Regions from separate parts of the Gossypium arboreum genome. Here region 1 is linked to region 2. Evidence: chromatin contacts called from public Hi-C data. All regions are on one chromosome and are shown on one strand. Each heading gives the region's core, a stretch centred on a gene start, on an enhancer-like site or on the middle of the called end of the contact. The rest is flanking DNA. Distances are from core to core; before and after follow the strand shown.

What was found. A called contact is a pair of places that touch in the nucleus more often than the background predicts.
Region 1: a contact with region 2 is called in a Hi-C map of leaf, with 3 times the contacts expected there. The contact joins the promoter of LOC108463083 here to the promoter of LOC108464301 in region 2.

What each region holds. Positions count from the first base shown.
Region 1 is chr13:112,499,435-112,506,022 of ASM2569848v2, forward strand. It overlaps LOC108463083, which reads right to left and starts at 2,125. Exons shown (of 6, transcript XM_053023980.1): 1 at 1,781-2,125; 2 at 957-1,021; 3 at 820-849; 4 at 1-722. The coding sequence starts at 1,819.
Region 2 is chr13:112,362,378-112,368,538 of ASM2569848v2, forward strand. It overlaps LOC108464301 (mRNA cap guanine-N7 methyltransferase 1), which reads left to right and starts at 1,796. Exons shown (of 13, transcript XM_017764526.2): 1 at 1,796-2,163; 2 at 2,717-2,856; 3 at 2,947-3,015; 4 at 3,112-3,183; 5 at 3,695-3,796; 6 at 3,989-4,045; 7 at 4,324-4,462; 8 at 4,757-4,821; 9 at 4,904-4,954; 10 at 5,085-5,147; 11 at 5,331-5,454; 12 at 5,543-5,604; 13 at 5,724-6,161. The coding sequence starts at 2,088. The coding sequence ends at 5,822. LOC108461974 (a long non-coding RNA gene) reads right to left here and starts at 1,351. Exons shown (of 3, transcript XR_001867901.2): 1 at 987-1,351; 2 at 578-687.

The sequences.
Region 1 (6,588 bases), core at 875-3,374, 140 kb after region 2:
GGGTTTTTTCTTTCCTCTTTATCCAAGAAACAGTTGACCTCTTAGCTTCATAGCCAGAATATGAAGATGATCCCACACTAGACTTGCCAGAGGAAGATCTACTGTCTCTTGATTCCATCCTATGACTCCTATCAGCATTAATCTCCACCCTTGATGCTGGCCTTGTAATACAACTTTTCCTGAGACTACTCCTCACTGATGTTAAAAGCTCACTTGTTTGACCGAAACCTCGACTTGATACCTCAAAGAACTTCTGCTGCTGCTGCTGCTGCTGCTGTTGAATGCTCTCAGAGGTAACTGTGCTTCTACCATTCGTTTGACCCGACTTATCTACCACGGGACTCAAACTCCTTTCTGGACCCCCTCGATTAGACACAGGTTTGACATTTTTTCCTTTGGCATTCTCAGTTATTTCAGAAACCAAATTTGTTTTAGATCTAGATGTCCCTTTCGAGTTTATAAAGTTAAGTTTAGGTTTAATGCCCTCACCATACACTAAAGACTTCCCCTTCAAAACCTTCATTGACTCTATCTTATTCCATGAGATATCACAACAGTTCCCCTTCCATTTCTTGCTCCTGAAGTCCTTTCCTCTTGATCTCGAAACTGACTGTGGAAGTGTTGGTGAATATGCTCCTACCAAGTCCAACTCTAAGGTTACCCCTTCCTCACCGGAACACGAAAATGCAGATTTTAACTGGCTAGAAGAGCATTGGTGGAACCTGAAAACTCATATTAACTTAATTTAATCTAACCTTATGTCATTGACTCTAATACCTCAGCTACAAAACAGTAATTGAGTAATAGAAAGATGCTTACAAATGACTTGTTTGAAACCATTTGTCATCACTGCAAAAAAAAAAACTATATAAATAGAATTTTAATGAAGTTATTAACATGTATATTTATCAAATAAATTACTTAGAGAAGTCATAATAAATTGGAGTGAAACGGACATGTCTTGGCTACTGAAGTTTGTTTCTGAAATAAGATCCACCCACATTGGTGCTTCAATTTCTTCCTACATATTTCAATCAAAAAATAATAAAAATTATTATTCCAGTGAGTGGACAAAAGGAAATGTGGTTGAGAATCAGAAACAGATTCATTACCGAGAAAAACATGACGATAATTCATAAAACCGGATATCATTTCAGTCCATGGAAACTTATAATTTCATTTGCATATTCTGATATGGAAAATTTATTAAAATCTAACATTGTTTATGATATTTTCTGTTCTTTTCTTGTTTCCTACATTTTCCTAGCAAACAAACAAACCCTTTCCCGTTAATCAAGGAAATGTGGTTGAGAATCAGAAACAGATTCATTACCGAGAAAAACATGACGATAATTCATAAAACCGGATATCATTCAGTCCATGGAAACTTATAATTTCATTTGCATATTCTGATATGGAAAATTTATTAAAATCTAACATTGTTTAAGATATTTTCTGTTCTTTTCTTGTTTCCTACATTTTCCTAGCAAACAAACAAACCCTTTCCCGTTAATCAAGGTATCTCATTTCACCAATCCAAATAAACCTAAAAAACCATTATGAACCAAGACTATAACTAGCTTAAAACCACAAGAAAAACAAAACCTAGAAATTAAAATAAATATAATATTCATAAACAAATTAAATAAACAAAATGTAAATGTAAAATAGCAACAAGAAAACAACATGTAAAATGTTTCCAATCACAAAGAAAACAAATGCTTTAATTAAATCCAATAAAACCCAAAAAGAATCAAAATGAAGGGTTTTAACGTATTACCAGAAATGCCCAGTGATCTTTCTGATTCTTCAAAGCCATTTTCTTTTTTCTTTTTTCCTCTGTTCTTGAATCTCCTTTTAATGGCGAAAATCCTTCGTTTAAAAAACTGGGTTTTTTATTTGGAATCAAATAGTTATGAAACAAAGGTGATTTAAAGGCTCTAAATTTTCCATTTCTCTTTGGGGGATTTGGCTCTTTGGGTTCTTCTCTGTTATAGCAAAAGAATGCAAAGAGAGAGAGACAGAGAGTGCAGAAACGCTGCCGTTTCTCGAATCACCATGTGAGAATTTTAAGAAATTTATTTATGGTTGATTTATGGCCGTTGGATTGAGGTTTGAAAAGATTGGAGGGTGAGGATTTGATTTTGAGACATTAAGGTTTTATAATTTAATGATGTTGTTTTGGTTATGGGACAGCGCGTTAGCCATTTCTAATGATTCGACCGTTGAGAGATTTTAAAAATGTTTGAGAGAAGTTCGCTACCATTACCTGATGGTCACCTTTCTTCACATGAATGACAAAACTTTGACTATTTAAACCTCTCTTTAAGTCGGATCCCTGTGATTAAAATGTTATTCGTGGTTTGAGTTTACTACAGGGTTTATGAATTACTGGGCTCTTTGATTTTCTTTTTCTTTTGAAAAATTTTTAAATGTAAAGAAATTTGAAAATCTTAGAACATATTCGTGTCAAACATGCCTACTACTCAAGTAGAGGCACAGAGCCATCTTCCCTTAAAATTGTAAATTTTAATTTAGATTATTTATAATTTATAAAATTTTAAATTAATAATAATAAAATTACACTTTGACCCCTTTAAAAATACTAAAAATTTGATTTAACCCTTTAAAAAGTATTAAGATATAAACTATTAAAATGATAAAATTATATTTTGTAACAGTCTAATTTTCAGTGGTATCGGGAATAGAGATTTGAGATCACTAAATCTGACAGGTGAGTTGAAAATTTAATAAATTAATACCTATGAGTCAAATGTGAATATAAAAGTATTTTTGAATTAGTGAATTTGGTGATTTAAAAGAATTAAATAGGTAAATTGGGTCGAGAATGAGATATCGAGACCTCGACTTCATAAATCGAGCCATAAATATTTTTAGAAATATTTATGGAGTGTTGGTGAGGTAGTAATAAAATTTAGTCAGAAAATTTTGACGTTTGGGTGGTTAATTAAATAAAAAGGACTAAATTGAAAAGGGTGTAAAAATTGCTAAAAGGATTAAATAGCTCAATTGTCAAATGAGGAAGGACCTAAAGTGAAAATAAGCCCAAAGGAGATATTTTGGGCGGCAATAGCTGAGAAAAATCAGGAAAACGGTGAAATAAGGGCAAAATTGGAAAATTATCAAAATTAGCTAAATAAAAATGGGACTAAATTGGAATATCTAGAATTCTCTTCATTTCTCTTCATATTCATCAGATGAAAAACAACCATGGAGAAGGGTTCAAGATGGTTTTCATACTTTAGCTTCATGTAAGTTTAATTCTTGCTTTCTCCTTGAAATTTTTGTGTTTTTGTGACTTTACAACTAGGTCCACTTGTTGAATTCATTAGTTTTTGATTCTATGAAAGAAATTGAAAGTTTCTATGAATATGTGCTGGAATTATATGATGATTTGGCATGGAATTAGAGCTTTAAATTATTTATATGCTGATTTTATTGAAAGAATTGAATAGAAAGTGAATGTTTGGGACCTAATTGTAAAATAGTTTGAAGTTAAAGTTTTATGTCAAAATTATGAATTTCAATAGTTATGAAATAAATTATAATGTCTAGAAACAGTATTAATTGAGAAAATTATCTTAATTGAGTGGTTAATTGAGTAAGGACTGAATTGTATGAATTGAGAAATTTGGGGTAAAATGGAAATCAACATTTTGCACTAAAACTGTTTTGGGCAGCAGCAGTAGTTTAACTTTGAAAAATCACCAAAAATTGTATAAATTGAATTATAGGATGAATAAAATATGAAATTAAAGCTTATTGAGTCTAGTTTCTTATAAAAGAAATTATGTAAGCAATGGAATTGTAAATCATGAGATAAAATAAATTTTGTGAGATAAGGTCAGAATGATTTCAGGTTCCCCTGTTCTGATTTTGTAAAATCATAAAAATTAGATGAAAATAATTAGGGGATTAAATTTATATGTTTAGAATCTTGAATGAGTCTATTTTTAAGAGAAACAAATGAGGATATCATTTGAATCCTGTACGAGAAGATAACTAATTTTTAGTGAAGAAGGGTCGGAATTGTCAGATAGCAGAACAGAGGAGACTTCAATGAATAAACTGTATTAATTGGCCCAACCAAAAATTATGAAAATTTTATGGTAAGAAGACTTATGAGTATAGTTTCTGAGAAAATTTATGGATCTTAATTTGGAGTTCTGTATCTCAAGATAAAAATAATTTAGTGACTATGACACAGATGGACAGCTTGAATATTCACATAAGTAGATAGTGAAAATTATGGATAATGTTACCTACAAGTGTGTTGTTTATACTAAGGATGTGGATGGAGAGGAGGAGGAGGAAAAATATACATATATATATGAATGACTCGTGTATAAATTGATCACATGCCCGATTATAATCGATAAGTGTTGAATTAGAAATGATATAATGATTTATTTGGAATATTTATTATGAAATTATGATTATCGTTATGATACAAAATTTGAACTTATGAGTTTATATGGCTAAAATTTTAGTGATTATTTGTTAATTTTATGAATTTCATGATGTGTTACTTCATATGTATTGATGATAAAATCGTGAATAATGTAAAAGCATGAAAATTGAATAAATGATCAAATTGAGCATTTCAGTTCAGTGACAAGATGAATTGAAGGAAAAGGCCATGGTTGGACCATGGCAACAAGTGATAAGTGATAGCTTCGGCTACACTTATCTGATCAAGGAAAAGTGAAAGTGATAAGTGATAGCTTCGGCTACACTTATCTGATCAATGACAAATGACAAGTGAAAAGTGGTAGCTTCAGCTACTTGATCAGTGAAAAGTGGTAGCTTCTGCTACCTGATCAATGAAAAGTGGTAGCTCTGGCTACCTGATCAGTGAAAAGTGGTAGTACCGGCTACCTGATCAGTGAATAGTGGTAGCTTCGGCTACAAGAGACAAGTGACAAGTGATTTTCGTATAAGACCATATCTGGGATATGGCATCGGTGTGATATATGCTATCAGATAAGACCATATCCGGATATGGCATCGTGAGATATGTGATTCGTGTAAGACCATAGTGGGCTATGGCATCGATATATGAATATGTGTAAGACCATAGCTGGGCTATGGCATCATTATGTAAAGATGTATAAGACCATAATTGAACTATGGCATCGAGAAAACGAAGTACTCAATTCCATAAGATGTTCACTAATTTGAAGAAGTTTGGTAAGTATTACATGAAATTATGTGACATAAGGAAATACGAGTTGATGAAACATGAGCATAAAACTTGGTTGATGAATGAGTTCATTTGTGATTATATATTTCTACGCCTTGAGTGTATTATCCGTATGAATTGGTATTCCAAATGAGTTAATGAGAAAACTTCTAGTATGAAATAATCTGAGTTCGAAATGAAATATCATGAAAACGTACTTGAAATACATTGGTATATCTTGTATATGCTATTTGAATTCATAAATGTGGAAAGTAAATGTATGTGGAAATATAAGATAATGATATCTATACATGGAATTTATTGATGAATACGTACATCTAAATTTATATGATAGATTTTAGTGAACATTGAAATTGGGCTCAATAAGTGATTTGGCAATTTAAATCGTGATTGGTAGGAATAGTTAATGAATTGCATATTTATGAATTGTTACACGTATTTTTCTGAAATACGAGGAAGTGATGGTAATTGATACATGGAAATATGAACTATGATATATATAAAAACATGGAATATGTTTGATAAATGTGTTCATTCATAATTATGGAATTATGTACCTCATGTGTGCTATTTGCATAAAGATGATATTTCAAATATTTTGGTAAATAAAGCTTAAATATGAAATAGTATGAAATCAAGATAAGTTGTTATGAAAATATATTTAGATTTCAGAGATATGGCTGATATATGTTGTATGATTACATAACATGAAATTGTGTATATATATGAGAAATTTAATGAGAATTAAGCCCATACACGTTTCTTGTTATTTATATGAAGTGTACAACTGACAAGGGTGATGAAGTTATAAACAGAGAGTTACACGGGTTGAAAACACGAGCGTGTGACTTTCCAAAGTGTGAAAATTTTCTAAGTGTTGCAAAAGTTTCATATGCTTACGGTTTGGTCCCGAACCACCCTGAATGTATGTTTTGGGCCCCGTAGGCCCATATAAGGGACGTTAAACATATGTATGAAAGTTTTTAATTTAGAAGAAATTTTATGGCTGATTTTTTTACATGATTGATCATATTAAGTTCGGTAATGCCTCGTACCCTATTCTAGGCTCGGAATACGGGTAGGGGATGTTACATTTTTACAATTATAAAAATATATAATTTAATTCTTGACTCCAAAAAAATTTCAAACACTACCTAGGATACTCAAATTTATATATCATTAGGTTTTTGTATCTAAACTTATTATATACCTAAAGCAATATATATTTATATATACCCAAATATTCATAATTTAAGTTAGTTAAATTTTGACACATTCAAAATTTTATACAAAAACCTAAAATAATATGATATCCGTCTCGAAAAGATGAAATTTGCATAATAAAATTGAAAAATTCATATAAC
Region 2 (6,161 bases), core at 546-3,045:
AGCACTTACCATTTTGTCTTGAAATGTTCTAATCATGGACTGCTATTTTATCAATGATTCTCATCTGATTTCATTTTATAGGAATAACATACTATGGGAATAATGTGTATACACATAAAACCAAATATTAATTTTGGATAAAGCTCTTTAAAACTTTTTTTTTTGGTGAGAAAAGAAGCTTTAGTTTCATCTGTTAATACATAAAGGACATTCCATATGAATGCAGGTAAAAAAATGAGAGAGATCTTCAACTTTGGAAGAGAACAACATGGTTAATAATAGCAAAAGGACCAAATAACAATTGAGTAAAAAAAAGAACAACCTATCTTTTGATTGCATATATTTTCCTATCAAATTTTAAAAATAACATCAATGAATAGTAAGATATAAAAAGGGAACATGTTTGGAATTTACATTATGTAATATCTACCTGCATATCTGCTCATATAGTTCACAATTGATACAAGACTTGAGTTTAGAAATTCAATTGAGAGAACTTTACTCATTCAAATTGCATCTCTACATGCATGCATTTCCTCATGAGTCGAATAATAGATGAGGTGAATTTGGCCAATACCTGGCATTCCTTGTGTAGGTTGGCTTTTGAAATAACCTTAAAAATAATAATTTTCTTAAGATTTGGGCATCGTTTTAGCAGCTCCTTAACCCTCCTCCCTTTTCCTTCTCCTGAAAAATACGAAACGATTTACATATACAAACAAATATTCGGTAGGGGAAAACGTATGAACATATGCATAATCGATTAGCTTCAGGTACTGTACTTGAAGGAAAATAAAATTAGATGAATTGATTCAATTTGTCTATGATTTTAGCGGAATCTTTGAGAGGAGAACTTGACTCGAAGAATGAATCGATCTCCTCGTGAACAGTTGCAGAATCCATTTCAATTCCCATTGGGCAAATCATCAGAAACAAAAAAAAAATCAATCAAAATGCAAAACAAACCCTAGTTGAATTGAACTTACAATAAAATCTAGTTGATTTGGCATTCAAGTTGATTTGCTTCCTTTTAGATTGATTTGAGCTTGAGATTGTCGAATGACCAAAAGAAAAAAAAAGTTGAAACTGTTGAGAAATTTCAGTCTAAGAAAGGGTATTTTCGGAGGGGAAAAGAAGGGTCATTCGATGGAGAGGTTGGAATAGCCATTCTACACCTCCTCCCACCTGAAATCCCCATTCGATGTTTTGAGCATTCAACAAACCAAACGACTGTTTTATCGTGGAGTTTTGAACCGTGTCATTTGGAATAGCCATTCCATTGAACCAAACATAGTGTTAAGGTTTAAGTAACAATTGGATGATCAAAGGTAGCAACTAGGGAAGAAAAAATAGTTTAGATATCATTTGTTATAAAAAAATGTTTTAAGTATCAAAATAAAGAAAAAAAACATAGTCTAGATATCAATTTATGGGTTAAGTTTTTTTTATTATATATTTTTATGTTTGTTTTATGGTTAATGTTCAAGGTTATTCATTTTAACAATATCGTTTCTAATGTTTAAATTTATCTTACTATTGAAAGTGTAATATGTCTTATCATTGCACCCAACCACTTGTTGATTAATTTTATTGTTTTTGAGAAAAAAATATAATTTAAGTATAACTATTAAATTAAAATTTATAATTTAAATACTAAAATCAGAGAAAAGATTAATTAAGAGGAAAATTGAAAGGTGTATAATTTTTTTTGGACAAAGAAAGAAAAAAGGCTGGTCAATTAAGAGCCACCTTAAATGAATCCTAATAAATTTCAAAACAAAGCCTTCTCTCTTATTAATTAAAGTTAAAACCCAAAACTCTCTCTTTTTCTACTCCCCTTTTTTTTTTCTACCTATCTATCTCTCACTTATTTAATCCAATGCCAAGCCCATAGCGAAAATCAAACCCTCCAAAAAGAAGCACCCCACTTTAGTTTAGCCCTGGTTTTTCTACTTTTTCTAATCAAATCACACCCAAACAAACACAAAATAGAACCTGTCTTTCCAAATCGCACATTTGATCCTTTTCTTGCAGAGACCTCAGAATAATACAAGTTATTTTTTGTTTTTTTTTAAATAATTTTGGCCATGAAACGTGGATACCCAGGTTCTCCATCTTCCTCTTTTGGTCCACCTCAATCCAGGTCCAAACATAACCCTGAAGGTAAAATTCTTGTTGGGATTTGTTTATTTTCAGGGTTTTTGATTGGTTTTCTTATCCAATCACTCAATATAGTTATGAGCACCAAGACCTGGTCTTTATCTTAATTGAATTATAATTTTGTTTTGTTAAAAGAAAGTAATAAAATAGTTGTTTGGTTTAGTTTAGTTTAGTTTATGGTTACTTGGTTTTCAATGTTCATTCTTGGTAATGAGTTTTGCATTAAAAAAAGAAAAATCCTAATTTGATAGTTAAGTGAAACACTGAGTAGTTAAGAATATAGTATTAAAATGATATGCAGTGAAGCTGCCATATTTGTTTTTCTAACTAAATGAAGGAAATAAAAAATTTCAATCTTTCCAGTATTAGGCTAATTTTTAGATGCAATTCAGTTGTGTATTAATATTTTCTCCTACTTTTTTTGGTTAATGAGTTGATTTTTGAACTTGGGTTTTGAAGTTCCTAAGTTTTAATTTGAGAGTTTAGGAAAAGAATCCAAATTCTGATTGCTATAAAATTCTGTTGAAGAAGCTGAAATTGTGTGTTGTGATATTAGGTGATTCACAATTTTTAGAGGATGAGAGCACCAAGATATTCGCTCGGAAAGTAGCCGATCATTATAGTGCAAGAACAAATCAAACTTTGGAAGAACGAGAAGCAAGTCCGATCATTCACTTAAAGAAGTTAAATAACTGGGTATGTTGTTGAATCTTACTAGCTGCATTGTGAACTAATGATTTTCCCTTTTTTTTTTTTTTTTGTCATTCATGTTCTTTCAATGGACAGATAAAAAGTGTCTTGATTCAGCTTTATGCTCGTCGGGGTGATGCTGTTCTTGATCTTGCTTGTGGCAAGGTATTGTAGGACCAAAGTTTATTTGTTTTCAACTTTCCTTTTATTCTTCAAATTCAATGTATTGTACCTTCTGTTATTGTTCTTTATGCCGTTTAGGGTGGTGATCTCATCAAATGGGATAAAGCAAAAGTTGGATATTATGTTGGCATTGACATAGCAGAAGGCTCGGTAAAGTGCTAAACACTCAGTTTCCTTTTTTCCCCCACTTTTTTGTGCATCTGATTTAGTAGCCTAGTTTAGTTGTGGTCAACCTCTAATATCTAGGGGACCTCTTTCAATTCTCATATCATAATTATTCTGAGCTTTAATTTCTTTAAGCAGTGCCATTGGTAAAGCTGATGCCATGATTTAATTGGCACACTTGAATTAATCCTTAGATTTGTTACACAGTGTCTTCTACTTATGATCTCAAATTGCAGCTTTCTGAAACATGAATCGTAAGCGATAGTGGTTGGCACAACTTGGCAGTTTACATAGTTTATAGCTTAAAATAAAAAATAAATTGTGTGCTCCAAAAATCCATTAACAGCTTGCAGTTTTTTTGTCTTGCTATATGCTTTTGATCTGCACCCTATTCTACAACTGAAAGAAGAAAAGAGAGATGGAAAGAAAATCTTCTTTCGACAGCTATTTATGTACCAGCTGCCATTTTCACTTTGCTTCCTCCACTTATGCACAGATAGAAGATTGCCGTACGCGATATAATGGTGATGCAGACCATCATCAACGTCGCAAAAAGTTCACGTTTCCTGTCCGTCTCATATGTGGGGATTGTTTTGAGGTACACTAATGTGTTGGTGTTCAATTTTGAAATACATTTTCTGTTGTCAGCTTAATTACTTTGGTTCTGTTGGTTAATTATCAAAATAAATAGCATGCTTAGTCATGTTCAATATCAACTATAGTGCTATATAAAAACCGATATCTAGTGTTAAGAGGATATGTCTTGATATTTATATTTGATGATTTTTAGGTGCGCTTGGATAGAGTTTTGGCAGATGATGCTCCTTTCGATATCTGCAGTTGCCAGGTGAATAGTTGGAAATTTGGCTATTATTTGTCTATTTCTGCTGCCTGATGATAAAATTACCACAAAGGTTTAGGATTTACTCATTTGTTTCCTTGCCACTAAATTGCTTACCATTCAAAGACTTGGGTTCAAATTCTTTAATATTCTTGAAAATATTCTTAATAAAATGCTACATATGTAGCAAAACAGATATGCCCATGCTACAAACTAATATTGCTTTTTCGTTCTAGCTCGATAATTTACTGAAACCATAAATGTGGTTATTCTTAATCATGCAGTTTGCCATGCATTATTCCTGGTCTACAGAGGCACGTGCGCGTCGGGCGCTGGCCAATGTTTCAGCTTTACTTCGTCCAGGAGGCACCTTCATTGGGACAATGCCAGATGCCAATGTCATAGTCAAAAAACTTAGAGAAGGTTTAGTATTGCAACTTGCTTTTGTTTTTCCTGTCTTGAAACAATGCTCTAAAAAATCAATATTTAAGGTGAAGCTAATAACTGAAATTTAGAGCTAAGAAACATCCAATATGTAACTAAAACACATAATATGTTTAAATAGGAAATTCTGTTTATATTTGAAATTTGAAAATAGATCTTGACGTAAATTGACCGAAGCTAGCCTTGGTAAACAAACGTTGAATATTTGTGGGGCATGGCAGACTACTTTTGTCATTCTTGATTGGAGATGCTATTGTCACTGTGAATATGCAGCTGAAGGATTGGCCTTTGGCAACAGCGTCTACTGGATACGATTTGATGAAGAATTTACCGACAAGGTGAATCCAGTCCCCTTTCTCTTGCAAACTATATTTTCCTAAATGATATTGAAATCTGACAAACTTTTATGACATGGTTCAGAAATTTAAATCTTCTAGCCCCTTTGGTATCAAGTACAAGTTTCATTTAGAGGTACTCTTCTTGAAAATTCCTATTTTAGAAACTGGCCTTTCGTGTTAAATATGAGGATTCTATTGTTTTTATTATGGTAATTTGAGCAAAAAAAAACAATTCAAGGGTTTGCGGATATGTCTTGTTGCAGGATGCTGTTGACTGCCCTGAATGGATCGTTCCGTTTCATGTCTTCAAATCATTAGCAGAAGAGGTATAATTCTGATCATAGCAAACTCCTTTCAGTAAAAAAATGAAGGTTTCTAACCACCGTACAAATTTTATTGTTATTGTAATTCTTTTCACTGCCTTTTAATTATAAGTTGACTCTTGGTGTTTTCAGAACTTCTTATTATAAATTTGTTAAACTTGTAATTTCTTTTGTTTGTCTTTGCAGTATGATCTAGAACTTGTTTTCGTCAAAAACTCTCATGAATTTGTTCACGAGTACATGAAAAAACCGGAATATATAGAGCTTATGAGGAGGCTCGGTGCACTAGGTGATGGTAACCAAGACCAGAGTAAGTTCTTCACTTCCCAGATGGTTCTAAAAATTCATCTTGCCGATCATTCTTAGTGAAGGCACTAATTAACTATCGTTGTATCCAGGCACATTATCTCCGGATGAATGGGAGGCAGCTTATTTATACCTTGCATTTGTTTTAAAGAAGGTTGGTTCGGAACCTTGTATCATATATTCAGGCATTTCTAGGCTTTTATCTGTCATTAAAATTCTTAAATTCCTTTTACGATTGGACATTACTAACCCGTTGGAAAATCTTCCTTCCAGCGTGGACAACCAGATCGGACACAAGCAAATAGCAGAAAAGATAGAGGACAGATGCAAATAGCAAAGGAGGACATCCTGTATATTAATAGTGATGATTAACAGGAAAACACCACGAATTCCATAGATTTATTCGTAAGTCGAGCGAGACAAAATAACGGAGGGTGGCTAAGTGGCTGAAGCAATGCCTATGAACCAGATATTTTCGGGGCTCTTTCGGTTTTGTAGGTTAACAAATTGTTTTTGTAAGCCATTGCTTTCAGCATGAAGTTTCTAAGAAATTGCCACTTCATTTGTAATTTTGGGTCGGAAAGATTAAAGAAAGAATGAGAATCTCACAGGTTGATGGGTTAACTTCGGTAAGGAAAGCCGATATTGCCTGTTTAGATGTGTGTCACATAAGTTTCTATATATGAAATTGACAATAAAAGTTTCATTTTT